Regions from separate parts of the Mustela erminea genome. Here region 1 is linked to region 2. The links are chromatin contacts, called in public Hi-C maps. All regions are on one chromosome and are shown on one strand. Each heading gives the region's core, a stretch centred on a gene start, on an enhancer-like site or on the middle of the called end of the contact. The rest is flanking DNA. Distances are from core to core; before and after follow the strand shown. Region 1 overlaps MARCHF3 (E3 ubiquitin-protein ligase MARCH3). Region 2 holds the start of MARCHF3 (E3 ubiquitin-protein ligase MARCH3).

Evidence for each region. A called contact is a pair of places that touch in the nucleus more often than the background predicts.
Region 1: a Hi-C map of fibroblasts shows a contact between it and region 2, with 1.9 times the contacts expected there. The contact joins the enhancer-like site here to the promoter of MARCHF3 in region 2. A contact is called at or near these places in 2 of 3 Hi-C or Micro-C datasets (fibroblasts and spleen).

Annotation. Positions count from the first base shown.
Region 1 is chr3:98,870,274-98,876,672 of mMusErm1.Pri, forward strand. The region is part of intron 1 of MARCHF3 (E3 ubiquitin-protein ligase MARCH3); the gene reads left to right. Among named protein-coding and RNA genes, the nearest start is that of MARCHF3, 81 kb to the left of the region's middle. Within about 2 kb of position 3,443, the one cell type or tissue checked has open chromatin away from gene starts, as enhancers often do. A contact at or near this core is called in fibroblasts, where this site is marked.
Region 2 is chr3:98,788,445-98,794,218 of mMusErm1.Pri, forward strand. It overlaps MARCHF3 (E3 ubiquitin-protein ligase MARCH3), which reads left to right and starts at 3,747. Exons shown (of 5, transcript XM_032336855.1): 1 at 3,747-3,936.

The DNA.
Region 1 (6,399 bases), core at 2,193-4,692, 82 kb after region 2:
CGAACCCACAGAAGAATGAAGGCATGTGCTTTCCCAGGGTCAGGCCCCAGATGCAAACGGGGACTCTGCCAGAATCATACTTTAATGTTGCCCTGCACTTAGGCACCAGTCAGTCCCCCCTGTACCTTATTCAGATTCTGTTCCATGGGACATTATTATCACGTATTAAGACATGCTTTGGCTTCAGTTTTGAAAACCCAGGCACAATTCTGAAAACTGTTTCTACCAAGTGTGAATTTTCCCACCTGTTTTTTTTCTTTTTCCTATTTATTACACCTCCCTGTTGGGTGGATTGTGTCAACATTTTTCTCCACAGTTTAGAGAAGGCAACAACTTTTTACAAAAATGGGTTTGAACTTCTAATCTTACCTGCTGTGTGAAGAAGCCCTTGAAATGCAGCTTAGCACCAAGGGGCTTAAGAGGACAGATGCGTCATTTTTTACACTTTCAGTTCAGGATTTTGCCGTTTCCAGAGTACTTAGTAATTGTTCAGCATTTTCCTGCAGAATTCTCATCCTTACTTTTCTGAACGAGAGTCAGTTGTGATGCATTAATGGTAGTTTCACCTGAATTATAAAAATTAACTTCGGTATCTTTTGAGGGATAACTCAGTCTCAACACTTGGTTTTCTTTCTAAAACAGAGAATTGGAGGAGATTTTATGGAATGGTTACTTTATATTTTCCACCACTCATAGTGACGCTCATCAATTTTTGAAAATCAAAGCTCCTAATGATGATTTACTTTAAGAAAATAAAAGCAAATAAGCAAAAACTTAATGCACAGCTGCACTCCAATTAGAATGGCTATCTGCAAAAAAAAAAAAAAAATTCTCACTGTTTACCATGAAAGATCACTCTAATTGAGGCTATATCAGTGGTAAGGAGAAAGGGGGATAAAGCCTGATCTGCTAATGGATCAGGGGTAGAATTTCTACACTCAATCACTATTATTCACAGATGCCATATTTGAGAATTCACCTACTTGATGAAACATATTTGTAACCCAAAAATCAATACTTGGAACATTTTCATGGTGATTTGCAGACACGCATAGAGCGGCAAAAAATCGGAGTCACCTGACACACGAATTCCCAGTTCGCACTGAGCAAGGCAACGCTCAGCTGTTTCAGATCTCACAGTGTAAACAAGTGTCTTGTTCACAATGTCCTCTTGTGGGTTTTTTGTGGGTGATTCTGTTCTTTAAAAATGGCAAAAGTGCTAACGTGCTTCCCAGTGTTCCAAAGCACAGGAAGGCTATGATATGTCTTATAGAGAAAATAAGAAGTAAGATAACTTTCATTATCTAACTTACATAAGAGTATACACTGGGGGCACCTGGGTGGCACAGTGGGTTGAGGGACCAACTCTTGGTTTCAACTCTTGATTTCAGCTCAAGTCTGATCTGAGGGTTGTGGGATGGAGCCCTGCGTCAGGCTTCCCACTGAGCACACAATCTGCTTGAGTGTCTCCCTCTCTCTCCCTCTGCCCGTCCTCCCACCATCCCCCACCCTCTCTCTAAAATAAATAAATCTTTAAAAAAAGAAAAAAGTAGGGGCACCTAGGTGGCTCAGTTGTTAAGCATCTGCATTCAGCTCAGGTTGATTCCAGGGTCTGGAGATTGAGCCCTGCATTGGGCTCCCTGCTCATTGGGGAGCCTGCTTCTCCCTTTCCCACTCCCCCTGCTTCTGTTCTCTATCAAATAAATAAATAAAATCTTTAAAAAAAAAAAAAAAAAAGGAAAACACTGTGTTATGTAAGTTTCATTCAGGCATAACTTATAGTATTATGGGCCCTGAGTACAATGTAAATGAATCGACAATACATATTAAATAAGTATCTTTAAACAGAAACACGCATGAATTAAAGTTACATATGGATCAATTGACAAAAATGCTAGGACCAGAGCCTTGCAGGAACCCACCCCTATATTTCTGTTAGGAGCAGTGGTTCAGCCTTGGCTAATTCAGCATTCACAGCCATTTATAGGATATAACTGCCTCAAATAACAGAAACTGATGGTATTTAGATTTTCTTTCTATTCAGTTCTCACATATGGGCCATAAGTACCTTTAGTCCAGAAGAATCCCTGACTGTTAAAATTACAACTGGTTTTTTTTTTTAATAATTATAATTACTTTCAAAGCAGGAAGAATGTCTTCTAGTTCTTCCCAGATAAGTGCAGTTCTCTTATTTATGAATACAGAACCATACTCCAAAAGGAGTCATACTGAAGGTTGATCATTCTGCAAGGTTGATAAAGGAAAGGTTAGGCGATAAGAAGGAAAGGAGGAAACAGAGTAGGAGCCTGGGGACTGCTATCATGAATTCTTCCACATCAGCCATTCCTGAGACCTTTTGTTCCCCCTGGCCAAACAGTTTGTACCATCTGGGGAAGCCTTCCTTTCAAATGAGAAAGAAAGGGCACAGGGGGCAGGGAGGTTATGTGGATAGACGCTGGTCCTAATCTTTTTTTGTAACAATCGTATACCCAACAGGATGGAGTTGCCCATGAAAAATTAATAATAACAGAGCTTCAGTTGAAGGTCATTCATTATAACCAACCCTAGCATAGGGTTATGTTTGTTGTAGAATTAGACACTAACTGGAATTTGTACCTGTGTTATCATTACACAGTATCCAAAAAAGGGGAAACCTCTGGCAACCTTCATAAGGTTTTCTAAGAAAAAGAGGCATTTGCAACTTTAGATACTAATGTATCCACAGAATTCACTTTTATTCAAAGAGAGGACAGTCTTAGGTTTCTCCCCTACTCCCCAGATACCTGATTATAATAGCAAAGGAGATCGCTGTATTTTTTTTTTTTCTGGCTTGCAAGAAATAAGGAAAATTATTTATTTTGCCCTCTGAAAAACTGAAACTATTACATTTTCTTCATTGCCATGCACATATGAAGTTATTTTCCTCAAACCAGATTCTAATTTTCTATAATTCAGTAGGACAGCCCACAGAACTTTCTTGCCTCCAGGTTTAAAGTGCTATGGGGAAAAATTAAATCATTGCCCAAAAAGGGAAGTGAATGAGTTGTGATACCCAGAAAAATATGTGATGACTCACAGATATGAAAAGAAGTTTCCTCTGCAGCAGGAGACTCTGGGAATACTCAGGAAAGTGACTTCGCTTTCAGTTTTCTCGTATTTTCTCCTTTTTGTCCTCCACATTAACTCCCAGCTTAGGAGGGGAAAAAAAAGTTCCATAGAATCAGACCAACAGAGCTGAGAATTATGCTCTCCTCTCCTCTTAGTCAGTAAAATGGAGATTGAAAAAATCTGAGGCACACATCAATGTCAGTGGTAACCACTGCAATTGCATATTATAAAACTTAATCATGAAATCTTGTAGCCGTTACACACTGTCTTGCCCAAGCATTAAATACCAAGAATTCTTCCTGTTTCAAAATTTGAGTCTTATCAAAAGATCATGTACTTTCCCCATAAGCATTCAATCCTACTCAGTGTCTTAGGAAACTCTGAAGATTTTGGGGGGGAATATGCTTGTCGTAACTGGAGAAATCACCAACTTTGTTAACTCTAACTTTGCGGGGGAGGGGTTCTCACTTTCATTCCTCTTGCCTTTAATAAGTCTTCCTTATCACCCCAAGCAGAATGGCTAAAGGCACCTTGCATCATGTATGCGTTTCATCAGTATTAAAAAATTGTGGGAGGGAGGTACAGAAATTGGGGTCAGAAATGGACTTAACAGGTTCTAATATTTTTAGGGGGCTGGGGAGTTCATAAAATTCCTTAGCTTTGGTTTCCTCATTCATGAAACAAGTGAAAATACCCACCAGCTCTTATAAGGCCAGATGGCTTAAATATACAATTGCTGGCCAGGCGATTGGGATATATAAGTTCCAAATGGGAATGATAAGTGATGCTTTAGAAGAGTTTGGCTGATCATTACAGTTCCTGTTTATAGATTCATCCTCTCTGGCAAGGATATGAATCACGTTAAGTATATGGATTTTTAATCTAAATTGGCATGTCTCTGGTTAAAAAGAAACAAGCTAACCAAATGTTAATTTAGACACCTTGTATTTATGTAGGGGTAAAAAGAGAGAGAGAGAGAGTAAGTATCCTGTCTGGGTCATTTTGTCTCTCCACTGTTGACCCTGGGCTGCCGCCAAGGTGGGAGAAGACAGTGGTAGAGACCACTGATGACCGTGGGCTACATTGCTGCAATGCCTTGACCTTGGGGCTATTGACACATTTACTGATTCATTTTATTCTGACAACACCCTGAGTGGCTCACTGAGGTTGATTTAGTTCTCATGTGTTACTGATGAATGAGCCAAAGCAGAGGGAAAGTAAACTGCACACTTTCAGAGACACAGCACCCAGAACCTCCAGGGCCCAAGCCAGGGATCTTCCCCACCAAACCAGCCATTTCCTGGAGCAGGCTGCTGAATTTCCTCCCCTGGCTATCTCTAAAGTCATGTCTGCACCTATGGAATAAAGGAAATCCTCTTGGTTGCTTTTGGGTGACTTAGGATGAGGACATAAGCTTCTCTGAGTTTTGAGTTGCCTTGCTCTGCTTTGGTTTTTGTGTTTATCGGTTGTTTCCTCAGAACGTGGTTTAATGTGCATTCCTTCTTGAGGGCTATAACATGTTATTTATCCTTTTATTCAAAATATGATAAAAATATATTTTATTTTAGGAGCACCTGGGTGGCTCAGTGGGTTAAAGCCTCTGTCTTCAGCTCAGGTCATGATCCCAGGGTCTTGGGATTGAGCCCCGTTATCAGGGTCTCTGCTCAACAAGGAGTCTGCTTCCCCTTCTCTCTCTCTCTGCCTGCCTCTCTGCCCACTTGTGATCTCTCTCTGTCAAATAAATTTAAAAAAAAAAAAACCTTTAAAAAATATATGTATTTTTTAATTTTAGAAAATGCAAAAAGCATAAACAATGAAAGTGAAATAAGATGGCTTATTACCCAGAGAGAACCACTGTTCCCAGACTGATATGCCATCTTTCTCCCTTTGTAGTTGAAATTAGGGATAGAAAGATGTGTGTATCCTACTTTTTTTTTTTACATAACCCTTTATAGCCTTATATTGTATTTTTCAGTGCCAGTAAGCATTTATTATAAAAGTCATGTTGATGGCCAAACTAATAATCCAATAAATGGGTATACTCTATTTACTTAACCTTTCCCCAGCTGTTGGTCAGCTGTCCGTGCTGCTTGAAAGGAACACCACACAGAGTAAAACAGCAGTGTGGATGATGGATATGTCTCCGCTGGCAATTCTGGTTATGTCTCCAAAAAGGATTCCTCAAAGAAAAGGCTCAAACATGATATGCTGAAAAAAAGATGCCTAAAAAGAAAGGTACAGCCGTTTTAAGGCTATTGGTGGAAACCACCAAATTGCTTTTCTCGGTGCGTGAGGACTCATGGCCCTTGCAGAGGAGAGCCTGTGTCATCTCTGTCTAATACACCGAGTCACCCACTCTTTGGATAAGCCATCAAGGATTGTGGATTCATTTTTACAGAGCCTGAGCATCACCAAGAAGATAATTGGGAATTAGCTTAAGTTTTACTTTGGATTTTAAAGCTATATATATATATATGCATGTTTATATATACTTTTCAGGTTATCAGCTCTTTGGTGTTTTCTGCTGTATTAGTCCAGGGTTCTTCAGAGAAGCATAACCAACAGGATGGGAGATGATGGATGGATGGATGGATGAATGAATAGATGGATGTATAGCTAGATAGAAAATACATGGATACATAGACAATAGGTGATAGATAATAGATACAGGGATAGGTGATAGACTAATAGATATACAGATAATAGATACATGGATAAATAATAGTAAATACATAGATATACAGATAGATAATAGATAGGTGATAGATACATAGATTAATAGAGAGAGAGAGAGAGATTTATTGTAAGGAATTAACCCATATGATTATGAAAGCTGACAGGTTTCAAGATCCGCAGGACGAATTGGAAGCTGGAGATCCAGAAGAGCCAGTAATGTAAATTCTAGGTCATGGGCCAACAGATTTGAGACCCAAGGAAAGCCAATGTTTCAGTGAGAATCTGAAGACAGGAAAAATCTGAAGTCCAAGCGCCAGGTCAGCCAGGCAGAAGGAACTCCCTCTCATTCAGGGGAGAGTCAGCCTTTTGTTTTAATCAGGTCTTTAACTTATTGAATGAGACCCACCCGCATTAGGGAGAGCAATCTGCTTTACTCAATCAGTTTAAATATTGAACTCATCCAAAAATGCCCTCACGGAAATACCCAGAGTAATATTTGACTGAATAGCTGGGCACCCTAAGGTCCAATCAAGATGACACGTAAAATTAACCATCACACCCTCACCCTTGTGCCACCTTTGCCTGCCTATCTGTCCCAACCATTCCCTAGAGGTG
Region 2 (5,774 bases), core at 2,497-4,996:
AAGGGAACTAACTTCCATTAAACCTCAAATCCAGATGATGAGCACACTGTTTAGAAGCCACAATTGAGGAGATTACGGTCTGAGACCTGGAAAGCGATTTGGGATTTTGAAGCACTACTTGTTTCCTGTGGCTCTTTTTGTCCCCAATTCTGAATCCCTTGTTCCCTTTATTGTAGTGTACGTGTTACCAAGTGCTCAATGCAGCCTGATTTCCTGGTGCCACGAAAGATTGGAATAGCCCTTTCCACAGGAAAACAGGCAATGCTAGTTTAAAAAAAATAATTACTAAAGGAGACTTCTGACTTTTAAGTCCACTGCACGATCCAAATCCCAGAAAGGTACTTCCAAGAAGATAGCAACTCTGAGGAAGAAGAGACAGTAGCAACGTAAGAGGGTGATTGTTAGCATCAAGTGAGCAATTTGATGAAAAGACATGGAACAGTGAAGGACACATGGTGAGTATTCAGTAAACATTAGGAACTGTCATTGGCAGATGGCCCACTATGAGCCCAACCCTGTGCTAAGAGTTACAGAAAGCTTCTCAGGTGAGATTCATAGAAAACCAATGAGGAAAACTCAACACTCTTCATCCCCACTCCATTTGGCTCAGAGAAGCTCAGCACCTTATCCACGGTCTCAAACTTAGGAAGGAATGGAAAGAAAATCCAACTTTCAGTCTTTCGTGTTTCTAGAGCCCATATTCTTTGTCCTATTTCTTAGAACACTCTACTGTTCTAAGGGTTGGGAGTCTATTTTTCCTCCCTTGAATATATGACCCTCCCTTTCCAAATTCCTCAGTGTTATTTATTCTGTTACGAAGTTTTAAAATTAAGAGTATTTTTAAATCTCTTCTAGTGACCTTTTGACCAATGTGTGTAGTTTTATCTATCAGGCCATTTTCCCAAGACCATGTTAGTCTTTCAACAGACTTGTACTCACAGTGACATTTTTAAGTTCAGTGTAGTTTTTCTTCCAGGGCACATCTGAGGAAATCCCATGTTTTTGTAGAATGGAGGCTTCCCTTTCTCATGCATTTCTGTGACCACATTTTTACGTGGTTGGACCTGTGGCAGTAACACTCACAGGGGGCACCTGCACTGTCACTTAAATGCACGAGACATCACTGTTTTGTGGGTGGTAGCACCCTGGCTACAGACGTTGTGCCAGAGCAATCCCTGTTACAAAACATCTCCTAGTTGTGGTATACAAACTAACACCATACTTGAGTTTGCAAAATCGCCTACGTGATATTTTGTCCTCTACATGGCAATTAATATTTCAAAAAGCCTTATCATGAGTTATCTCTCCTCTCTGTGAGATTAATCAGAAGTATTGCTGCAGTTTCATAGTTGGGAAACTCCAGTATGGGAAGGTTAATGGCTTGCCCATAGTCTTAGAATGAACCTACAGCATAGCTGGTATTAGAATCTGCTGCTTCTGATTGCATTTCTTTGCTAAGGTGCTTTAGCTCAGCCTGTTCAAATTCTGAATAATTTTCAAAGTGAATACATGTTGAGAGAGGTAGTGGAAATGGAAAAAGAGGAAAAAAACAGCATTAACTTATGCAAAGCTTCCAGAAACATTTGGTAATCAAAGAACAAGGATTGTGAGGGCCCTTTTTCCTCACTTCCATTTAAAGAAAGGACCATAATCCAATGAGATTAAAATGAGTAGAAATTCCAAGTGTAGAGAGGAATTGTTCTGTCTATACTGTTTTCCTATATCAACATCATTTTGTTCTTTTCAACAGTGACTACTGTTATAAATGTCATGCATTTACAGTGCTTTGTAACCACTGTCACCGCGTCCCCCTTAAGCAGCTAAACAGAGTAGCCCAATTCTGCTACTGTGGTTTTATGGCAAGGAAGCAAGAGTAAATGGAGGTTAAGTGATTGCCAGCAGCACTTGGAACTCAGATTAGAATCCATAGCTCCTATCAGTCACACCCTTTTGAAATTTAGAAGATTCCAAAATATTGTTTCAGTGTCAGAGATGGGTGACAGTGCCTGAAGGCAAATTTGCTCACCACCCACACCACCACCACACACACCACCAGCCCTGCTTCCACGGTCTCATGCCAATCTTTTCATTCCCAAGCCATTCCACAAACTTCCTCATCCCTTTGAGGGAAAGAAATTTTCTTCAGGGAAACAGGTTAGTACTAAAGAGGTGACTTCTATGTCCAGATTTCCATGGTTTTCTGTTTGTTTCATACAGACAGGAGTATAATGAGTTCTTACATAAGTAATAGATCTCCTTTTCTCTTGTAAAATATGGAGATGGCTGAAATTCAAGAGATCATTGGGAGAATGACAGCCAAAGGAATAAATCTGTGCCAGAGTGATAAACTTTTGTCAAATACCAATTAAACATTAGACGGTAATGAAAATGTGAATGAGTCTAGACGTGCTCTTACATGTCATCCATTCTATAAAAGAAAATGAGACCAGTTACTTGTCTAAGAACCCATGGACAATCACATCTGTATGAAACAAACAGACGGAAAACCTTGGAAATCAGGAAACAGAAGTTTCTCATCTAGTTCTAACTTATTTCATAAAAAGAAATTTCCTATTTCCTTTTTTCATCATCTAACATAAATACTATAGCAAGTACAGTCAACAGCTGATGTTTGGCTCCTATTACCAAGGTGATTTTTAAAATAATCACTAGCATCTGTGAAAAACCTTCACAGGGTGTTAATATGATAAACACTGTTGGCAAACTATCCGGGAGTGCGGGGAAAAAAGGATCCAAGGAAAGACATTTTTCCCATCATCCTCCCATCCCAACCTAGGCAGAGACCTGGTGTGTATTCCATTCAGGTGGTCTACAGCTAATTTCTTGTGGACAAATGCCATTCTCTCAAGACACAAAGCAGCATGGTAAGCAACTGTTTAAACTGAATGGAATGGGCTCCCTTGTCTGTACCTCTTTTGATCCACTAAATGAGGAGGGGTTTAAATACATGCAATTTGTGCATCACAAGTCAATTTTCAGGGCCTACTAAGGACTGTCCAGACCCTTATTTTCTTGCCTGACAGCCTGCCTTATGGACCTTTCCCCACTGAGACCGGAAGCTGAGGAGCCACCACTTGAAACTCAAACTAGGCCCAAGCTCACCTCTGAGCTGTAGCCTTCCCTCCTGGAGGGGCCATTTCACTCCTTTTCAGCTAGAGTCCTTTTGCCTTCCTTCTTGCCAGGGACTCTAATCAGAAATTGTTTGTGAGGGCTAAAGAGGTCCTTATTATGTCCCTAGGAGGGCCAAGCTGCCACTGAAATAACACCTGTAGAAGTCCGGAGTCCCTCACCCATGAGAAACTGAAACCTTCAGGACTTCTGAATCTAAGGGAGCCAACGCTCAGTGAGGAATGTGTTGGGGCATCAGAAAGCCTGACCCTTTTCCTGCCTTGCTGAACTAACATGGTTTGAGTGCCTACTTACGGAAGGTGCAGTTCCAGATACAACAGAGGCCGCTATGCACCCAAAGCTACTGTCTGGAGCCTCATAACATTCTAGGCCTCAACCTAAAAGCAACAACCAACCCTTTGCTTTTTGGCTTGTTATACCCACAGCTCCGTATGTGTGTATGCTGTGGCCAAGGTCCGGGCGTAAAAAACAGGCTAAAGAACCTATCCGCCCACAAAAGGAGCCGCAGTGGCGCTGCCAGCAAGAGCCCACAGGGCATTCTTCAGCGGCGACTGGCCTAGGGAGCTCAGGCTCCTCCAGTGCCCGCCGCTAGGGAGGTCCCTGAGCTCGATGCAAGGACTTCGGAAGGGGCACGGGCCGTGAGCGTACACCGTGGGACCCACGTGGCTCTCTCCGAGGCGTTCCTGTCGGCGAGAAGGAGCGTTCCGAGCCCTCCAGCGGACCCAGGAGAGAGCAGCAGGAGGAGCCGCGCTGCGGTTGCCTCCCCACGGGGCAGACCGACCCCAGGTACCGCCTGGGGGGCTCCGCTGCCATCTAGCACCCGAGCCTCCCTTTCGCCCTCCCGCCCCGGTTCTGCCAAGTGGCTCAGACGCTATGGGTTGGGAAGGGAGCCTAGGCGCTTGGTCAGGTTCCCAGTTGCGGGCGGTAAGAAAGCAGGGCTGAGGAGGGGACGTGTAAGAACTTTCCAGGAGGTCCGCGGAGTCCGAGTTTCATTTCGGAGAGAACCACCAAACCGCAACCAGAACCTCTTCCAGACAGCCCGGAGCTCCAGTTTCAGGCCCGGGCCTCCGACTGTGACTGGGTGATGCGGCCCGGGACTCACCCTCTTTGGGTCTCGGTTTCTTCCGAGTGCTGGGGCTCCCTCAGGGCCAAGTTCGGCGCCTCCCGCGGACGCCAGGTGTGGGCGTTGTCGACCCGGAGTCTGTTCGCGCTGCGGCTGGGCTTTTCCCTCCACAGCTCGCCGATACGCCGCGACCCCTAGGGGTCTGGGTGGCCCCAAGCCTCTCTCAGCCAGGGTCTCTTGGGGCCGCCACTTCCCTCCCAACACGCCCGAATCCCCGCGCAGCTGCCCCCACAGCGCCAGCCCGCAGCCCAGGCTGCCCACCGCAGCCAACTTCTCTGCCGCCGGCGCGTCTCCGCGCCAGGCCTCGGCAGCGACGGATTGGATGGCGGCGGCGGGGAGGAGCCGAGCGCTCGGCCCAGCCAGCGGCCGCCCGGATTCCTGAAGTCATCGCGATTGGCTGCAGGCTCCGCCAGTCACAGATTAAAGGCGCCCCGCCCCGGCAGGGCAGACCCAGGGGCTGGCTCCGCCTCGCCCGCCGCGCGACCCCGCCTCCCTCCGGAGCCCGGTAGCCTCAGCTCCGCGGTCTGCCTCATTCGCTGAGCAGGTCCATGAATTGTCAACGCGTTCCGGGCGGCCGCTGAGCCGGGGCGCCCGCCGGGCTTGTCGTGCTCTCTCGGAGGTGCCCGCCCGAACCGATGTGCAGGGTTCTCTAGAACGAGAGCAGTAGCTGGTTCGGGGCAACTTGGGATTCAGGACCCGCAGCAGGGGCGTCGGTTTGGGATCCGGACTCAGCGAGGAGGGTGAGTGGCCGCGCGCAAGGCGAGAGGCTCCTCTTGGCGCTGTTCGGCAAGCCGGGGGGCACTGGACGGGTCTTGGCTGGCGTCGGTGCGTCCGTCCGAGCGTGGCCGCTGTGGAGAGGTCAGGGCCAGGCGGAATTTCCTCCTTGCCGGTGTCCCCACTCCCGAACTTGTTTCAGAGCGTCGCAACTCGGTCCGGGACGCGGCTCCGCGTTCTCACCAACTTGGCATGTTATAATTGCCATCATTAGGGGGGCCTAGGGACGCGTCCCCTGGCCCTCTGCGGCGGTGACACGCGCGCTGGGGGCGGCCTCCGTGCCCAGTCGTGTACGGACAACAGTTCCTACATGGCTTGAGGACCGGTTTCTGGAAAATTTACCCGCGCCGGAGACGGTGCGGCGACCCGGCGGAGGTGTCTGAGCCGTAGCCTGAGCCAGCGACCATCGTCTTCGGGGTGGGTGTTCAGCGGTCAGAGAACTTAAGTGACCAGCTAGGTTCTGTAGCCGGGGCTTCAGTGCTTTGCAGTTACTGAAAGGCATTGACAGCACGGATATTAAACTTTGTAAAGTAATTACTTTCTATTAGCACTTGTATCCACATCCCTCATGAGCTTCTTGGACCTCTCTATATTACCTGCAAGGTGTGTCCAAAGGACTTCATTAGGACCAGGGCGAGCTGCTGTCTGTCCCAGTGCAGGAAGCCGGGGAGAATCCTAGACTAGACCCTGAAAGGGACCACCAGGCTGGTCGGTTGGTGTTCAATGA